Linked DNA regions of Triticum aestivum: region 2 is linked to region 1. The links are chromatin contacts, called in public Hi-C maps. All regions are on one chromosome and are shown on one strand. The core of a region is the stretch at or near the end of the contact, and the rest is flanking DNA. Distances in the headings are between cores, read along the strand shown. Region 1 holds the start of LOC123103210 (ubiquitin-activating enzyme E1 2). Region 2 holds the start of LOC123103212 (protein MALE DISCOVERER 2).

Region 1 (6,155 bases), core at 1,392-3,891:
GGGATTCTCCACGAAATAGTGCCTCATCAATATGTTATGGGCATCGATCCTATCCCTCCAAATTTTCTGCCGACCCATAACCGAACCACCGTGCTTCGGTTTTTTATTGATGTGCATAGCTAGGATCATTGCAAGATCCTCCTCCTCTTCCATATCAAATTCTTCTTCGGAAGAATCATACGACGAACTCATCTACAATGTTGAATACTAGGCTATAAAAACTACAATCAACATGCACCAAATTCATGAAGTTTGAGCAATACATACCTTGCAGGCGTTTTGTCGAACACCTTGCGGGCGTCGAGCGGCAGCGAGCGGCCGCGCGCTGTTCGTCGGAGGACCGCCGCGCGAGAGGAGCGGCGGTGACTAGAGGGAGGCGGAGGAAGCCGCCACGGCGCGGGGATAGGCCGGGGAAGCGCCGGAACGGTCGCCGGGCGGCGTCGCGGATGGATGGGTGGGTGAAGTTGCGAGCGAGCGTTCGAGAGTCCAGCGCGTGGAAGCGGGCGCAGCAAATAAGCGGCGCGCAATGGCGTTTCGCCCCGCGCGTTGAACTAGATATGCCGTGCGTGTGATTTTTGCGCCTCCACTGGAGTGCCCGGAGCGGTAGCGCGCGCAAAGAACGCGGATTTTTCAGCGCGCCGCTTATATAGCGCTGTTGTTGGAGATGCTCTGAGCACTCTTTGTCGAACCTACATGGAGCGTGAAGTTTTCGACTGCTTTCTTCCAGTTTGTATACCTAGTCTTGGTGAAGACTTCAACCCCAAACTTTGAACCGATTGTTGGTTTCTTGAAAAGAAGACAGTGAAAACAATAAGCAGATTTTTTGGCCACACTATACTCTAGCCAATCAAACTCTTTATGCCATATTCTCTAAATGCCATGACATCTTCATTGCGTTCAAAATCGTGATCTTTAGGCTAGCATGCACCTTTCAAGATATTCGCCCTTCTCACTTCATCTCTGATTTCTGGGGTAGCATACTGTTCAATTTGTTTCCGAAGGCCTGGATCAGGTTCAATGTCAGTTGGATTAAATCTTTGAGGAACATCATCTTGCAAATTATTTCTACCAGTCTCTTGACTTAATACTCCAGGAACATTATCTTCTGAAATGGTTGCATTTACTTCAGATCCACAAACTTGGGGTCCAGAATGATTTACTAGTATAGGCTTGAAAAAAAATTCAATCTGCTTCATCTCCTTAGGTCCTTATAACATCATATTTATATTTAATTTCAGTGTTCAACTTCTAAAAATTGGGCCAACATGACAACAAATTAAACATGATAGAACATAATAGAAGACTAGGAGAGAGCGGAAGAACCTGGTCTTTGTTGCCTTGTTGGCTGCTCGTTTCTTGTTTTGAGCAGGGACCATGGTGATGGAGATGAAGGCGGCGGCGACTCTGCTTGCCGTCTCGACAACATCGCGAATAGGCGGATTCGCTTCTCCTTCTCCATCTAGCACCATTGATTGAACAGACCTGGGCAGCGAGGGCGACTGCAAGACGATAGTGGAGGCGGCGCCGCGTCCGCATGGCGTGATCACTCTACGCGTGAATTCAGCACGATCAGTTCCACGATTGATAGAAAAGTAACTGTGTACCTGAAAATCAGGCTGCGTACCATAACTAACGGCTCATATAATTTTTATTGGACTTACTTGATTGGCCCATCTATAGCTAGCGAGCAGTTACCTCGTGAATCATTTTCCTCTTCCCTTGTCGAAACCTTCGACCCGCGACCTTCGAGCGAACGTGCTCGCTTCCCATGGTGGCAGTGACGGTGCCAGAAATCAAATCATGTGTAGTCACTTCAAAATTGTGTAGTCAAATGTATATATTTCTAAGTTTTTCTGTATGATTTATACTTTCTGTATTGCGTTTTCCCAAAGAGATGTGTAGTTAAGTGACTACGCAGCCTATGTGTGGCTTCGCCACTGCATGGTGGCCGCCGACCAAAACCAGTAGGGGGTACCCTAAGTTTCGAAAATTTACCCGGGTCGGCCGCCCCTACACAACCTCATGGTGGAGCCGCCCTACCACCGGGGACACTTTCCTCTGGGAGGGAAAAATTAAAGCCATCGACATCACCAACGTTTCTCTTATCATGGAATGACCATTTAACTTGGGCTCGCTGAAACGGTCGGTTCGAGCGTTTCTATCGAGCCAGTTTGGACTGCTTTAAGGTTCATGTGTGTGACCCTATACAATACTATCAAACGTGTTTTTCTTGCAGTCGATATGTTTTGGAACGATGCAACCTACCAAAGGCATGGTTCCTTTGTCTTTCCTGTGTTCCAAACTGGCGTGAACCTTGAAATTCTAACAGACCTCAACGCGTTTTGCGACACGGTAGTTGTACAAACATTAATTAAAGTACAACGCGGGCCCTACCTTCGGGAATAATCGGGGCCACTTGTAAGTTGACCTTTCGGCCCACCTCGCAGCCTCCTCGTTCTTTCCAGAGAGGAGGGCAGGTGCTCCCCCTGCCGTGTGCCGTCCCACGTTTCCCCGCCAGCAAGAAAAGCACACGCGCACTCCCGTCCGGCTGACACGTGGGACCCGCCCGTCACCCCCCCGTCAACAAAGCCGCCTCCGGCAACAACCGCCGAGATTTTGCAATCCGGTCCTCCACTTCGTCCCTCCCCAGCCCAGAAACCCTAGACCGTCGCTCGCCTGCTTTCCTTCCCCGACGCGACAGGCGAATCCAAGGTGAGTTCCGCCGGATCCGCCCTCCCCGCGCCCGCTTCCCAGCGCTCCCCGCCTCACGACGCGCCGGCCGGTGCAGGTTTCGCGGCGGTCGCGGCCCTAGCACGCGCTGGATCTGACGCGGCAGCTCCCGGCGGCCGCGTACTACTGCCTGCTCTTCGCTGCGTCGGCGGCCGTCCTCGGGCTCCTCGGCGGCGTCGCGCGCTATATGCTTCCCCGGAAGCGGGAGATCGTCGCCGGCGAGGTCGAGGACTTGCAGAAGAAGACCCGTGCCGGGGAGGGCGAGGCCACCAGGGAGGAAGGAGACGCAGCCATGGCTGGGAGGGGGAACGAGATCGACGAGGACCTGCACAGCCGCCAGCTCGCCGTCTATGGCCGCGAGACCATGAAGCGCCTCTTCGGCTCCAACGTCCTCGTCTCTGGACTCCAGGGTCTCGGTGCTGAGATCGGTACGTGCAGTCCAGGCGCTCTTCTAATGCAGATGGTCTTTTACTCTTTTTTGTTTTAGTATATATAATCTCTTTCCTTGATTTGTTTCCTTTTATATGTGGGACTAGGTTAGCTGCAAAAAAGGAAATTAGTAATTACTACCCCTTGCTCGATCTGATGTAGCTTAGCGACCTAGGAATTCCTATTATGTTTCCCGTACACAAATTTACTGCTCGTAATTGCTATCTTGAGCTCTTGGTTTAGCTCTGGCTCAGCTGATGTTGCTGCTAGTTTGACCAAACACACTGATGGGTATCGCCCTATTAGCTAGATGGGCTCTTGTCGTTGTGTCTTACTTATGATTTTAGTTGAAACCACCAAGCCAAAACTTTTGTCTACCTACGTTTTGTAACTACTGTACTATCTAAACCATCAAATCAAAACTTTTATTTGTGTGGTGAAATGAGTGTCTTTTGTGTGACCCTATCAGTGCCCCTTACACACAATGCTAGCGTATGCATTATGATGGGTGAACTTCTGCACTGCACCACATTGCACATAGTTATTCACTGACATTTCGCCAATTAGGCCACTGGTAGTTTTGGTCCGTGATACCAAGAGACATGACACCTTAAAGGTTAATAAAGGCGTACTTTTTTTGCTGCCGGCCAGTTGGATTATTGGATTCATCTGAGATGTCTGTTACTCATTATCACACCATACGAGTATTTGGGTGTAAAAACAAATCATAAGCTTGGTTAGGAGCTTGGCAGTCAGTAAAAACTGAACCTTTAAAACTTGGATGAGGTTTTGGCAGTCTGTAATTAAGCTTTAAGCTTACAATTGATTTAATACTTATGTATTCCTGCAGCAAAGAACCTTGTCCTTGCGGGTGTCAAGTCTGTAACCTTGCATGATGATGGTAATGTGGAGCTGTGGGACTTATCAAGCAACTTCTTCCTCTCGGAGAATGATGTTGGGCAAAACCGTGCTCAAGCTTGTGTACAGAAGCTACAAGAGCTGAACAACGCTGTCCTCGTCTCTGCCTTAACCGGTGATTTGACCAAGGAGCACCTTTCTAAATTCCAGGTGCACCAGCATGACATTGATCTGTGATCTTCTACCTTGCTATTTCAATTTTTTCTACATCTATGTGTCTTCCATTTAAGGTTTTACATTATGCTTGTACTTTCTGTCCATGTGACTTTAACAAGCAGGCTATCCATCTTTCTATTTGATTTTGGTATAGAAATTTCATGCCAGTTTTCCGAAGTACTACCATTTCAAAAGAAGTGATGTACCACAGTTCTAGCATTTACAGAACATCACTTTTAACAAATACTCCCTCCGTCACATAATGTAAGACGTTTTTTGACATTTTTGACACTAGTCAAAAAACGTCTTACATTATGGGACGGAGGGAGTAATAAAGTAATGCAGTCAACTACTTGAAATATTTGGCCATGATCTCATCATAATCAAGGTGTGTTAAAGTGTGTGTGCTGTAAAATTGTATGAAGTATAAGATGAACCCTGCATATCGTGGATTGCTGCGAGATTCTAAAAGGTTTCATCTGCTTGACTGTTTGGACTAGGTTAGGTTTGTACAGTCTATGCTCCGTTCATTGCCTGATTTTACCTGCAATTTCGTTGTGTGATTTTGGTCCCGAAATCGAATTTTATTAAACTGTCGATTTTGTTCTGACATGTATTCTGGTAAGTAAATGTTGGCCTTGGTAATATTGTTGCCAACTAGCTAATTGCCCGTGTGTTGGAACGGATGCATACATATTTTAGTGGTTCACATTAATTGTGTCTCCCGTATACCTTCCACTCACTATATCCGCCTCCCTGATCCACATGTCAATGGCTCATTCGGTCACAGTCCCCCTTCCACTATCACCCGTACACTTTGGACAAATAAAATTGGAATTAAATCAGTGGGAGTACTACATTTCCAATTTACCAAACAAAAAATAATTAGTTTTCATATTGCTGGCGGAAGGAGATGTGATGTCGGACAAATTAGTTTCGAAATAAATCAGTGGGTGGGGATGTGAGTTGATAGGAGATGTGATGTTGTGCAAATAAAATTATAAATAAATCAGTGGTGTTACTGTGTTTTGAATTTGCCAAACAGAAAAATGACTAGTTCCCATATTATGGAAGGAAGGAGATGTGATGCCAGACAACTAAAATAGGAGATAAATATGTGGGTAAGGGTGGAATCGGAGGAGAGAAAAAACCTGGAGACGAGGAAGCGAATGACCTATTCCCCTTTAATAATAGAGATGTGTATTCTGTTAACTGTGCTGTGTGAGCTGGTGAGAAGATAAATTGACTATAAAACTGCAAAAACATCATTGGCATCTTTATAGCGACACATAATTTGTTCACTATAATTTGTTTTCACATGCTATGTCGTGCCAGTCCCACAAACGGATCTGTTTGTCAAATGCAACTGAAATTCCAAATCCATGTTCTTCAGTTTGCAGTATATGAGTTTTTAGGAGGATTAGATGACTCCTCTCACATTTTATTTATATGCTTCTTGATTTACACTGGGTAAATTTGGTCATTTATCATCCTCAGAATAACTTTCATATGTACTTGCAGGCCGTTGTCTTCACTGATATCAGCTTAGATAAAGCAATTGAGTTTGATGATTACTGCCACAGCCACCAGCCACCCATTGCTTTCATCAAGTCTGAAGTTCGTGGTCTTTTTGGCAGTGTGTTTTGTGACTTTGGTCCTGAATTTACTGTTTTGGATGTGGATGGTGAGGAACCACATACAGGAATTGTTGCATCAATCAGCAATGACAATCCAGCACTTGTATCTTGTGTGGACGATGAGCGTCTGGAGTTCCAGGATGGTGATCTAGTTGTTTTCTCTGAAGTCCATGGAATGACTGAGCTGAATGATGGAAAACCAAGAAAAGTTAAGAATGCAAGGCCTTACTCTTTCTTCTTGGAAGAAGACACTTCCTCATTTGGCACATACGTTAGAGGTGGTAT
Region 2 (5,355 bases), core at 1,091-3,590, 160 kb after region 1:
CTGACAGAACAAGTTCACCACGGGAATCCGTGGTGTACTTGAGGCCGTCGAAGGTCACGATTTGATCTCGGGTGTAGTTTTCGACAAAGGCCAGATGGCCCGTTGAGCCGGTGCAGAAGATCATGTTGCTGAACACAAAAAGCTGGACGGAGCGTAAACGCTCCCACGACCATTGCTGCAGTTGATCTACGAATGAGCCATTGATCCTTCTGTTGATCCCACAACGAAACTCTCAATGAAAGCACCAATGTCGGTGTGAAAACCGACAGATATCGGGATAGGGGCTCTCGAGCTGTGGATCTCGGACATATGGTAACAGAAACAAGGAGACGATGTTTTACCCAAGTTCGGACCCTCTTGATGGAGGTAAAATCCTATTTCCTGCTCTTGTTTATATTGATATAGATGTATCGAGTATAGAGTTGATCTACCTTGAGATCGTAAAATGTAGTCTAGCTCTAGGGCTAGGTGAATGATATTGCGTTGATCTCCCCTCTAAGGACTAAACCCTATGACTTATATACACGCTAGGTAGGGTATCTAGGGTTACAAGGTCGATATCTAGGCGCTACTGCTAAGTGGGGCCCGCCATGTGGCCAGGTTCAAAATTAGCAGTAGCGCCCTGCACAAAAAATCACGCTACTACTATTACAGCAGCAATAGCACGGTTAATGTGGGCGTGCTACTGCTAAACCTAGTGTGGTGAGAACGGTCGGGCAATTTTAGTAGTAGCGTGGTTCTACCGAGCCGCACTACTGCTAAGTCGGTAGCAGTAGAGCCTGTTTATGGACCACGCTACTGCTAATTAGCAGTAGCGCCCCTTCTTGTCCAGCGCTACTGCTAAGATTCTGTGTATAAGGTTTTCCCTAGTAGTGATGGCAGGAGAAGTCTTGGAGTATACGACAAGTCTTCGGTAGATGTAGTCTTGACCACGCCCCCCTTGCGTACAGCCTTCAGAATCCTTCTTGAGAATGAATGAGGGCCCATCGGCCCAATCCAAGGAACATGGGCCGACTGGATTAGTACCCTTTAATCCAGGACACCATTAAACACTGACCTTCAAACCACCCACATCCGCCCAAACCAGTCTGTCATGACGTGTTTTGGCATCCAGCGCGATACCCCATCCGTCCGTGGACCAGTCCAGACGTCCGTTTTCTCACAAACCGGGAGCATTACATCAAACACGGCATAATTCATCAAAGTTCAGACATAATTTACATAAAACAAACGATATTTCATTTATTTAACTAAACCAAGCCCGTAACACTCAAAGTAATTATAGAAAATAGCACAATTCATCCATAAGTAGCATGCAAATATCTCTAGTACAACAATAGTTCAAATTCAACGATATAACCAGATGTTCAACAAGTTGTTCGAATTCACCAATTCCAAATTCATTGATACTATAATCAGAGCCGGTACATGTCGTCCCACACAAGTTGATCCTTAAGCTTCATCCAGCAATGTATGTGTGTGCATGGCCTGCCCACGGTCCTCCAGTACTTCACGACAGAGCGTCCAACCTATGCAATGTGTAGAGAAACATTGAGTGAATGAATGAATTAACCAACATGTAGAGCAAGAAGAAGCAAACTTACGATCTCCATGGTTGACACACCCAATGGCAACATCGTCTCCACACGTTCAACTGCGTCGCAGAACTTCATGACGGAGTTGCAAATGGTGTACCATCGGTGTGATATTGACCTCACATTCTGTTCATGGATGATGTGTATGTCTTAGAGTGCTTTTGCGCATGAAACAAATCATGCACGCGTTGCCAAAAGATCGCGCATGAAACAATCATGAACCGCGATGTAGTCCAAGTAGGGCAAGCGCGTTAGTGGCGGCTGCGGATGTCCTACGGTGCCTTGACGGCGGCCGGAGAGATACAATGACGGCGTCGAAAGAGAAGAATGCGGATGCAAAGCAAGGGTAGAGTGAAAGAAAAGTGGACCGGAATGGGTATTTGAGTCAGCCGGGGATGTCAATATACTATATGGCGGCGACGATCCGTACTCCCGTAAAGTTTATCACTGTTCGCGGATTGATCTCCACCGCTCCAGGGACGAATAGGCTGTCTGATTTGGGATCAACTTTGGAAATGCCCGAGATGACGAGTACAACCATGTCATGTTCCCGTGGACAACGACTTGATTCCGGTGAAATTCCCGCAAAATCACTGCGCAATTTCAGGCATAACAAGAAGAGTTAATAAGGGAAAGAAAAGGGAGGGAAATTTCCAGCTGCCATGTGTGCACGGTACCTGGCTGGCCTGAAACAGACAGGCAGGCAGGCAGACATCCACGCCTGCCTCCGATCCACCCAAAAGTACACTCCAGTTCCAATATTCCGCGTCCTGGACTGACTTGCGCTCCGAGCTCTTCTTTCTCCTCTGCCTTCTCGGCCTCTCCCAGCTCATCCCGTTCCCAGCACACTGCCCGCGCCCTGCCTCCTCTTCTCTCGATTCCCTCCTTTAGCCATCTTTACAGGCACAAAATCATCCCAGCCTTTTCCTGCCACTCTTCTCCTTCTCCACATTCCGTGAGCGCGTTTTCCCCACTTGAAATTCCGGCTCTCGAGACACAAGATCCGCGAGGGGTGGTGGATTCTTTACTTGCTCGTTCCAAAAATCCCACTCTGCCCCGCTGCTCCACTTACCTTGTAAGGAGTAGCGGAGACACTTTACCCGATTCGTTTCTTCAGGCGGCATGGAACGGCGTGTGCTTCCATCGTGCCCAAGATTTCAGCAGCTTTAGGTGGTGGCATATAGAAGTTGGAATCTTTGCCTTCCTTTTATCGTCTCCCGTTCTGCTCTGCTCTTACTGTCTTTTACTACCCTCTTGCAGAGCTGCCTGGACTCCATTGGGGGCGGAATGGAGGTCTGGAGCATCAGAGCGGCGCAGCTCTTGCTCTTCTTCTTCCTCTTGTCTGAGAGGCATGGGTCTTGTGCCGCCCTCGGTGAAGAAGGTGAGATGGATTTCCCATGGGTTTGTGATTAGGAAGTGGCCATGGTTGTGTTGGTTCAAGTGGAACAGTCGTTGACCATCTGTGTGTCTATCTTGGTGCTTCAGGGCGAGCCATGGGTTTCAGAGAAGAGCACCCAAGTGGATGGTTATGGAATTTGGAAGAAAAGAAGGTTTTCAGCGCAGCGGCGACGCCGTAAGTCAGCCTGATCTGTTCTTGTTCTTGTAGGATCAAATTCATGGTGAAATGATTGCTACCTTTTCTTTTCCTGTGAAGATGTCAAATCATTTGCAAGTAGTTATCTTGTACTCCCTCCGTTCGAATTTAGATGACTTGCATTTGTCCACATTGGGATGCATCTATACTTGTATAGTGTCTAGGTACATCCGTTTCTAGACAAATGAAAGACATCTAATTTGGAACGGGGGGAGTATGTATCGCTTAGTCATGATTAAAGTTACTCAACGAACAAGTCCTATTTTGATTTCAAGGGGTACATGATATTGCCCGCCGTTGTCTTTTTCTATTTGTAGCGTCATGGATTTACAAGTCAAAGGGGTCTAGAAGAAGCCATGACCATTAAGTAGAGAATATGCAGGACAGCTAGATGTCTTTCTAGAGGAAGCTATGATTTTGTCTCTGGAATATTTAGGATACGTGTGTGAAACAAGGCTTTCACTCTTAAGCATTTCTTGATGCGTCCCTCTTTTTTTTGACAATATCCAAAAAATTTACCTTCATGGATCAAGTCCTTCAGGTCTAGGGAAAACAATATTTCTAGGAGTAAATTGCATCTGGAGCATTACAGAATTAAATTTCTGCAGTGCTTGATACATAATCTCTACTTTTTTACATTATGGGCTTGATATACATAATCTAAAGCCATGTGATGATCTTTGCAGCTTAGTCAAGGGAAAAAAACTGTCAATTGAAATTCCTAACGAGTTGCAAGAGCGTATCATGATTTCAGAGGTTCTAACTGATGGAAGGCAAGAATCGTGCAGAAAATGTTTAACAAAGTCAGTCTTCTTCTTTATATACCAGCTTCCCTTTCGTAAGAATTTCTGAGTAAGATGGGCCTAACTTCTAAAGTAAAACTGACATGACACAGGCAGTTGAAAACCAAAATACTCTGTTTCAGTTTAACCGGCAATCTTGACTTTGACTAGTTAAACTTTGCAATCTTTTCCCCACAAAATAAAATAAATAGAACCCACACTTTTTGAATCTTTCGGTAAACATCCGTTCTTTATCGAAAAATTTATTGTGGCCCCTTGAAAATACATGCTCATTTTCACTAAAAATAGGTTAAAGGCAAATGCCAAACATAAGTACACATGACAGCTGTTGTACAAGGGATGTGTAGCCTGTCTCTTACATTAGTAAAGCTTAAGCATTGATATGTTAAAGCTTGAAGCGTGGAGAATACTGATATGCTAACTGTGGACTATACAAGTTTAACAATCAGACTCTTCAATTTATATTGGTGTTTTATATGCAGAACCATAGAGAGTAACACCCTGAGGCAACTCCTACAGGCAAGGGAGCTTCAAGAATCAGCACCTTCCTCTAAGGCTCCTGATCAGTTTCATGAAAGCCAGGCTCCCATGTCTTTGCCACCATCGTATTCGCAAGCTGAAACCAACGAGTCTTCTTCTGTGCCTCACTGGGCTATCTACGCAGTGTGCATCAGTGGAGTGCTTGGCCTTGTGGTTATAGCCTCTGTTGTGTATCTACTTGTCTCCCGTAGAAAGAAGGATAACACCGTCAATCCATGGGCTACCGGGCTGAGTGGACAGCTAAGGAAAGCCTTTGTGACAGGTCAGTCTCCTATTACCTGAAGCTAAAATGCCATATTACATCATCTGAAATGTGTGCCACAGATTGAACTTGGAGATGTTGAGTGTGCTTTACCTTGTGGGCAGGTGTTCCTTCTTTAGGAAGGGCCGAACTTGAGGCGGCGTGTGAGAATTTCAGCAATGTGATTGGTACTGTATCTGACAGTGCATTGTACAAGGGAACCCTGTCAAGTGGAGTTGAAATAGCTGTTGCCTCCAGTCCAGTTAAGTCTGCCAAAGAATGGTCGGATCGGTCCGAGGAGCAATTTAGGAACAAGGTAAGAAGTAATAGGCGAAACTACAACAGTGCTCAGATTTTCTCAACTAGCGTAGTACTGCTCTATCCCCGTTGTCTGTGCCTGACCAACTCTTCCTCTTTCAGATCTCTGAGTTATCCAAGGTGAACCACAAGAACTTCATGAACCTACTTGGTTACTGCACATGCGACGCTCCGTTCACCAGGATGATGGTGTTTGAGTACGCTCCATGCGGTTCCCTCTTCGAGCATCTGCACGGTGAGCTGCACATCAGTATCTGAATATCT

Evidence for each region. A called contact is a pair of places that touch in the nucleus more often than the background predicts.
Region 2: a contact with region 1 is called in a Hi-C map of leaf, with 8 times the contacts expected there. The contact joins the promoter of LOC123103212 here to the promoter of LOC123103210 in region 1. A contact is called at or near these places in 2 of 5 Hi-C or Micro-C datasets (both in leaf) and 1 of 1 datasets of contacts at active chromatin or transcription factors (leaf).

The regions. Positions count from the first base shown.
Region 1 is chr5A:330,306,240-330,312,394 of IWGSC CS RefSeq v2.1, forward strand. It overlaps LOC123103210 (ubiquitin-activating enzyme E1 2), which reads left to right and starts at 2,642. Exons shown (of 7, transcript NM_001426784.1): 1 at 2,642-2,712; 2 at 2,789-3,158; 3 at 4,010-4,227; 4 at 5,755-6,155. The coding sequence starts at 2,918.
Region 2 is chr5A:330,470,857-330,476,211 of IWGSC CS RefSeq v2.1, forward strand. LOC123103212 (protein MALE DISCOVERER 2) reads left to right here and starts at 2,341. Exons shown (of 7, transcript XM_044524726.1): 1 at 2,341-2,765; 2 at 2,856-2,976; 3 at 3,081-3,168; 4 at 4,475-4,794; 5 at 4,899-5,089; 6 at 5,194-5,326. The coding sequence starts at 2,883.